Linked DNA regions of Oryctolagus cuniculus: region 1 is linked to region 2. A link is a contact called in public Micro-C data. All regions are on one chromosome and are shown on one strand. The core of a region is the stretch at or near the end of the contact, and the rest is flanking DNA. Distances in the headings are between cores, read along the strand shown.

Region 1 (3,951 bases), core at 704-3,203, 220 kb after region 2:
CCACTCTTCCCTACATGTTGAAGCAGGGAGGGGGAAAGAGCGTAAGAAAAGCGTTTATGGAAATAGCATCTCCCATGAACTTTCCTGCCAAGCTCAGCTTTGCACTTCTTCCAGTTCTTATGTGTTCTTATTTCTCCCAGTTCTTATGTGTTTCAAAGTGTTAGGACGAGTATGGCCAAAACGTAGCACAGTGCTTGAAAAATCCCATGGTTGGTGGAATGTAAAGGTAAGTTTATTTAGGTGCCAATAAATTTGGAAACCCATGCAGAGCTGTGCCATACTTTGCCTTTTCAGTGCACTTTTTGAAGACCCTTGCGTGTAGTCTGGTTTTCAACAGGAGGAGACAGGACAGAAAGGAAAAGGTTGAAAGAAAGTGGAAGACCCCAGCTGCATAAGGGCATTTGCCCACGTGCATTATGGGAGCTGCTGAAGTCCAGGCTGATAACCATCTCTTCTAAGTAAGAGGAGTCAGTGGAAACTACCTGGTGGATTGACTTCCTCGCCGGTTGCCAAATCCTTCCACCTCTTGGTGCCGGTTTTCTTATGCTGAAAGAATGAATGACGCGGGTGCTTGCTTTTCCTATCAGAAAGATTCCCCGGAGATACCACCAGGTGAGGTATGGCGCCTCCCTTGGAACATTGCGAAGGGAAATCAAGCTGTTGTTGAACGATCGGGATCATAACTGGACTAATTATTTGCAGCCTTCCATGAGAGCTGGGGTCCAGTTTGGGATCGAGTGCACCCCAGAGTTCCTGGCTGAAGGTGGGAGACCCGTGCGCTCTGGGCAGGGTTCGGCACACAAGCTCAGGGCGTTGCGCAAACCTCTCTCGATACCTGCTGCCCTGGCCTGCAGCTTGCGCGGGGCTCAGCCTGCCTTAGCCCACTCCTCAGCACCCAGGTCGCCCCCCCCCCCCAGCCCTCCTCTTTCCGTCCCCCCCCCCCCCCCCGGTCTCTCCAACCCCTGACCCTGCTCTGTGCTCTGGCGTCACAGAACAAGATCGCGTGCGTTCAGGACGTCCACGGGAGCAAGGGCTTGGGCTTGCGTACTCCAGCGCCTGCAACAGCCTGTGTTGAATGAATTCACAACTCTGCCTTGTGCCCAGCCTGCCCGGGGAAGCCACTGCTATCGCAGCCAGCTAGCTCCAATCGGCAGCTGGCTCCCTCGCAGCCAGAACATGAGGGAGGGAGGCGTCGTCGGTCTGGGTATTTTTCGGAGACCCTGCTCTCGCCAGAGAAGGCGCGCGGGTAACAGCTCCCGCTACGTGCCCCAGCCGGCGCGCTCCAGGTCCGCCAGGACCCAGGCCCCCCTCCTCTGCCCTGCGTGGGTGGGTCGGGGTCGATTGTGGTGTGGGACGGACGTGGAGCGAGGGTCGGGCGAAAGTGGGCACGGGGCCGCCGCTGGGAGAGCCGGCGGCGGGCGCGGGTCCGGGGCGCGCCCAGCCCACCCACTCGCGTGCCCACAGCAGCATTATTCCCTATAAGGATCTGAACGGTCCGGGGGCGGCCCCGCCCCGCCGGCCCGCGCCCCCGGCCCCGCCCCCTTTTCGGAGGGCCGATGAGGTAATGCGGCTCTGCCATTGGTCGGAGGGGGCGGCCCCGTGCGCCCGGGGGAGGGTGTTCCCGGGGCGCCCGGGCTATATCTCCCGGCGGCCGGGGCAGCGGCGCAGAGTGGGCAGCGGGCAGGCGCGGGCGTTCGGTAGTTTCTGCTTCTCGGACTCCGGCTCCTCCTGCTCCTTCGGCTCCCGCTCCTTCGCTGGGAGAGCCCGCCCGCCTGCCTGTCCGCCTACCCGCGCAGTTTGTGCGCCAGCGCCTTGTCCCGCTGGGCACTCGGAGGCCAAAGTTGCCCCGCACGACTGAGCGGGAGAGCTCGGGCTGCGGCAGCCCCGCCGGCGGCGCGCACCGCAAGTTTGCAGAGGCGAGTGGCAGTCCCAGCGGCGGCAGCGGCAGCGGCGATGACTCTGTGGCTCGGCCTCGTGGTGCTCCTGGGCAGCTGGGGACTGGGGGACTGGGGCGCCGAGGCGTGCACATGCTCGCCTAGCCACCCCCAGGACGCCTTCTGCAACTCCGACATCGGTAAGCGCTCCGAGTGCGCTGCTGCCTGGGCTGCTGCGGGACTCCCGGTCTCCGCCCCAGGCACTGGGCGCAGGGGTGCAGGGGCGGGGTGGCGGGGCTCCGTGTCCTCGGGCGGAGGGAGCTCTGACGTGGCCGACACAGCACCCTTCGCCGGCCCTGAGGGTCTGAGGTCCCTCCTGGTCCGTTTGACAGCTGGGCCAAGTTCCCCACTCGGGATTGAAGGAAGAAGGGCTGGGGGAGAAGAGGAGGGAGAGGGTTCCTAAAACTTGGCCGCGCTAACTTACCCCCCCTGGGCTGTTGCGTGTCCTTGCTATTAATTTTTTTTAAAGTTGCCAGCCAAGTGCCAGACCCTGCACCCTGCAAGAACTCCAAAGTTGCAGGTGGAACTTGGAGGGTTCTGCTTTTGCCACCTCTCCTATCGATTCCCTTCTTCCCCCTGGGACCCAACCCAGCCGCAGGCTCCCCAAGCCAGTGGAAGCTGGGGCTCTGGGGCTGCCAAGTTTGGGCGGATATAGGTGGAAAAAGGAAGAGAGAGCTTGGCGGGGTGGGGGGTGGGGGGAGGTGATAGCAAGCTCGTGGTGGCTGTGAGGGCTCACTTACCAAATAGCTGTGAAAACTCGCAGGAAGGTTTTTTTTTTTTTTTCTGGAGTTGTGTGTGTGTGTGTGTGTGTGTGTGTGTGTGTGTGTGTGTAGATGACACCTGGTGAACAGATTTGCCACCAAAAGAACCAAGATGCCAAGGGTCACATTGTGGCAACAGTTCCAAACTGGACTTTGAGCCTGGCTTAGACCCTGCAGGAAGTGCAGCTCCTTCTCCCCAAAGACCTTGAGGGAGGGTGTCCTGGGAAAACTTGTCTGGGAGTGTGTGGGACACTTGGATCGGGATGGCCAGAGGTGGAGTGGCAGATGGAACGCGTCTCTCCCCTCCTCTGCGGCTCAGCAGGCGTGCGAACCGAGTGTCCCCGCTGCGTGCGTGCGTGCGTTGCGTGTGTGTGTGTGTGTGTGTGTGTGTGTGAAGTGCAGTCATACAGGGAAGCAAATCTTCTACTGGTGAGGGACCCTACACGTGTGTTGCGGGGAGGAGCCCCAGGTTGGGAGGGGCACTGCGGGTGAGTCAGGCGCAGCCTTGGAGAAGCTGGAGAGGGGGCCCCCGGTGCTTGGAGGTCGTTCGGGTTGGCAGCCAGGGGTGTTTGTGTGGTCTGTTTGGTCAAGGCTTCCTGGGGCCTGCCGCTGCACACCCTTCCTTCCCCTGGGAGAACCTGGCTGGACCCTGCTTCTGTGGGTTGCTCAGAAGGATTCTTGGGGCTGCTGCCCCTACCCGAATTCCTCGCTGCAGCTGGTGGCGTTTCCACCTGGTTCTTGTTGGGAGGTGGTGCTGTTACTGCTGAATTCTGGTTGAGCTCCGCACGGAGCGCACGCGGGGCCAGGAGGCTAGCAGGTGGTATCATGCGGGGCTGAATTTGAGCTGGGCCGGGGGTGCCAGCTAGGGGTTCTGATGTATGGGGAGAGGAAGAGCTCATCCCTCGTCCTGGCCCTTTGCTGTGGACGGGGTTGGGGGTGAGGGTGGCTCTCCCCTGCGAGTCCACCAGGACAAGGTGGAAGTAGGAGCAAGTGCACCCTGCTTCCAGCGGCTCGGTCCACTGCTGAGCCTCCCATTTAGGGTTCTTGCTGTGGGTCTGGGCAGATGCAAACGTTTCTTGTAATTTCTTCTGGGTTTCTCTAAGACCGAACTGCCTCTAACCTCTTTAAATAAAAAGTGCCCGGAGGAAAGCTGAGTGACCAGGAAAGTTCCCAAGGACCAGAGCGCTGTGGCAGCAAAGCACCGAAAAGAAAAGAGCTCCCCGCGGTCCTGGCGCAGGCCCAGAGCCACCCTGCCT
Region 2 (4,011 bases), core at 1,189-3,688:
GATCCCCACCTGAGCGAAGTGCTTAGGTGGGGAGGGGCCTGAGCGATCCTATTCGTTCATTCTGCTCTTTTTGCAGAGGGAGAAAGGCCCGGAAAGGAGAAGGGACCTGCCCAAGTCACGGAGGCCGGCGGTCCAGGTGGGTCTCAAGGCATCAGGCCTTGGCAGCTCTGCAAAACCGCGGGATTTGTCACTCTCTGTCTCTTCCTCTACTGTAGCAATTCAGCTGCCTGCACTCTCTCATCGAGCCCCACCCAACCCGCTGTCTTGTCTCCCTTTTCCCGAGCTCTGGACTCACCAGGCTCCCCCACCTTAGGCAGGTCATTCCCCCCCACCCCAACACCTTAGCTGGCTCACTCTTATCCATCAGGGAACACCTTGCTAGCCCTTCCTCCAGGAAGCCCTCCCTGACTGCACAAGCTCTGACAACCTTGCACCTGTACTCCTGCTGGCCTCACTGGGGTTGCTGGGCTGGAGGACTCATTTCTGGAGCGCCGTCAGCTCCTGTGTACTGTCTCCATACAAGGCTGCGAGCTCCTTGCGGGCAGGGATGGGCCCTGTGTCCTGTGAACAGGTGCACCCTCCACAAATACCTGTTGCACGGAGGAAGCCCTGCTCCTAATGACAAGGAGGTTAACACAAGGTGCTGGATTTTATTGAGCACCTGCTACATGCCAGGCATGGTTCTAATCCCTCTTGCACAAATCTTGGAATAGCTCCTTGAGTCATATCCTTATGATGATGAGGAAACTGGGGTGGGGTGGGGGTCAAAGAGATGGCAAGTTCACAGACACATGGCTGGCCACCCACGGTCCTTCTGTCTCGCAGGCCAATGCTCACAAACACTGGAACAGCTCCTTGGGGTAGGAGCTGGGAGGAGGAGACCAGGGGCCCAGCTGAGGTTCTGCTGGGGCCTGCATGACACCCTGGGTGAGCCCTGTGCTCTGAAGGACTGTTTTTCTCTCAACTACAAAGTGACGGCTCCAGGCAGCTGCCAGGCCTCTTCTGATTGGGAGTTCTGGGGGGTCCCTGGGTCAAAAGCCCCCACAGGGGTTAGGAAGCTGAAGAGCAAGTTCAAGGATGTGAATACTGATGCCAGCCGGGCCGTGAAATTGAGCCCTTTGGGGACTGCGTGGGGATCCCGGTGCCCAGAACCCGGGATGGTCCCCGGGTCAATACCGGATCTGTGCCCAGCAGGCACCGTGTTCCGCCCCCTGCCTGCCGGCTCTCCCCCTGACCCTGCCCACGCCTTTCCGTTCTGGTCCCTGTCTCCCACATTCCCTGGGTGGAAACAGCCGCCGCAGGAACCTGAGGTCAGAGAATTTTGGAATCCCCGTGGTGGACATGGCCAAAGGAAGTGGACACTCGGGTCTCCTCAGGGAAGCATTTTTCCAGCGAGCAGTGTCACTGCCCGGACGGGCCGGAGAGGGGGGTGTTCAGGGTCCTCCCCTGTGTATTTCACCCTGAGGATCTGCATAAAACATTTCACACAAATTCCGTTCTCACCGCAGAGGTGGCCAGAGAAGCCAGGAGTTCTGGATCTTTCCAGTCTGTTTTTTTTTTTTCTTCTTACTGAGGAAAAATACCTTTTATATTCCTGGTCACAAGCTCCCTGACCCCACCCCAAACCCCAAAGCAAAGGAAACAAGTCTGTAATGTTTTGGAGAGAGAGGAAAAAAAAAATAGAGAAGCCACTGAAAACTCATCTTCTTTTTTTTTTCTGGAACATTTCTGACAAGTTGTTTTCTTATTTTTTGATGTGTAAGTTCACTCCTTTTACTTTCTTCTTCTTTCTATTTTACTTTTCAACATTTATTTATTTTATTCGAAAGGCGAATTACAGAGACAGAGGAAGAAACAGACGGAGAATCTTCCATCTGCTGGTTCACTCCCCACATGGCTACAATGGCTGGAGCTGGGGCCAGGCCGAAGCCAGGAGCTTCCTCCAGGTCTCCCATGTGGGTGCAGGGGCCCAAGGACTTGGACCATCTTCTACTGCTTTCCCAGGCCATAGCAGGGAACGGGATTGGAAGTGGAGCAGTAGGGTCTCGAACCGGCGCCCATATGGGATGCCGGCGCCAGAGGCAGCAGTTTAACCTGCTATGCGACAGCGCCCGCCCCTACTTCATTTTCTTACATGTGAGAGGCCTTTTGTGCCTGACCCTGTGAGTGCAGCAGGGAGCCTGGGGCCCTGTGTGCACACTTCTTTCTTCCTCCATGAGAGGGAGGGCAGAGGAGAATCAGAGAAGCAGAGAGAAGTCGAATGCGAGGAAGTTGGGCTCTCCTGGGGGACAGTGTCCCCGCTCTGAAATGGCAGCTCTGGCACACAGGGCCCCCGCTCTGATCACTGCCCAGTCCTGCTCACCAGCTTCGGGTCTGGCACCGGCGGCTCCGTCATGAAGAACTGAGTGCCAGTGTGTGCCAGAGCCACATCCATGCCTGGTGGCCCCCGAGGAGGTGCAGGGCCAGGCTAGGCCCAGGAGCTGCCTTACCCCAGGCAGGAGGGCCCTCATCCCACCCCCAGCCTAGCTCCCAGGGTCTCCCTAGGGAAGCAAATGTGTGCACCCACAACGGTGCACTGGCTCCTCCCACGGCCCCTCTGCCAAGGGGCTTTGGGGGAGGGGCAGTTTGAGGACCTGTGGCAGCCAGAGAAGCGATTCCTGGCCCTGGAAGGAGAGCAGGACCACCGGCAGGAGCTAGTGAGATGCAGGTCACCCGGGGGGGGGGGGGGTGTTTCGCAGCCTTTCTGGAGTGGGCGGAGGGGCTGTATCTGCCCCGGCGTCCCTCCCTCACCCCAAGGCAGCTTGGGCTTGGCTGGACTCCCACCCGCTGAGTCACCTGGTCCTGCTGCTCCGTGGTCCCCCCCCCTCCCCGGGGGAGCAGGGCAGACACGAGGGGCGGGAGGGCTGGCCAGCTCCTGCGGTCACCCAGCCATGTGCTTCCCATTAGCCGCCCACACCCCGGGAGGCACAGCCACAGGGCTCCCCCTGGCCAGCTGGGCCTTGTGTCAGCCCTGCCCCTCGGCTGTGGTTGGGAAAGTGAGTGAGCTGGAAGGGACTGGGGGTGTCAGCATGTGGGTGTGAGGGGCAGGGTGGAGCCATGAGACTATGGATTTGGGGGAGGCGTGGGCTACAGGTGGGAGATTCTGGTCCCTGTGCTAGTCCTGCTGCACTCTCTCGGCCAGATCCCCTGCCCTGCTCTGTTCCCCTGGGATCCTTCCACACCTGCCATGCCTTGTTTAATCACCCTTCTTCCTGCCACAGCTGTGTCCTCAGAGCCACGCCCCTGCCTACCCCAAGTCCATCCACGTTTGTTAACTGAACACAGGATGGAGTCTATGCACGGTGAGCAGGAAGTGTGCCCACTTTCCTCACGTGGACACTGAGGAGACGGACAAGGCCCAGAAGGGGGCAGGGTTTTGCTGACCCTTGGCCTGAGGCTCTCCCCCTACCCTTGGGAGTGGGGGGAAATTGCTCAAGGTCATGAACCAATGAGCTCTGGAGGGTCCCTTCAGGGCTACAACCCAAGTGGGAGGAGCAGGTGCGAGAGGGCGGAGGGGGAGAGGCCCGGGCTGGCTGTGGCAGCCGGGAGGCGTGGCCATGCCAGAGGGCACGCTCACCTCGATGATGTAATCCCGGCCGTCCTTGCTGTGGACCGCCTTGACGGCACAGATGTCCAGGCCACCGAACATCTCTGAGCAGCTGTCCACCCACAGCCTGTACCTGCGGGTGGGGAGGGACAGACTGTGAGCCCGACGGAGGGGGCAGGGCAGAGGGAGGCGGCAAGACAGCGCTGCAAGGGCATCCATGCCATGATGGAGGGAGCGAGGGACACACACACACACACACACACACACACGCACACACACACACACCGTGGAAGGGTCACCGAGGCCCGGCGGGAGACAGAGCCAGTGAAAGGGAGGCAAGGCCACAGCTGGACAGAGTGGGAGAGGAAGAACAGGAGTCCGGGGAGCTCAGAGACACCCATCCCGGCCTGCCTGCGGGGACCCTG

The links. A called contact is a pair of places that touch in the nucleus more often than the background predicts.
Region 1: a contact with region 2 is called in a Micro-C map of ear pinna, with 4 times the contacts expected there. The contact joins the promoter of TIMP3 here to the enhancer-like site in region 2. A contact is called at or near these places in 5 of 6 Hi-C or Micro-C datasets (ear pinna, embryonic fibroblasts, psoas muscle and 2 more).

Annotation. Positions count from the first base shown.
Region 1 is chr11:110,656,228-110,660,178 of mOryCun1.1, forward strand. TIMP3 (TIMP metallopeptidase inhibitor 3) reads left to right here and starts at 1,954. Exons shown (of 5, transcript NM_001195682.1): 1 at 1,954-2,074. The coding sequence starts at 1,954. The region is part of intron 5 of SYN3 (synapsin III); the gene reads right to left.
Region 2 is chr11:110,432,818-110,436,828 of mOryCun1.1, forward strand. It overlaps SYN3 (synapsin III), which reads right to left. Exons shown (of 13, transcript NM_001171361.1): 9 at 3,617-3,719. Among named protein-coding and RNA genes, the nearest start is that of FBXO7, 45 kb to the left of the region's middle. Within about 2 kb of position 2,439, at least 4 of the 8 cell types and tissues checked have an H3K27ac peak or open chromatin away from gene starts, as enhancers often do. A contact at or near this core is called in ear pinna, where this site is marked.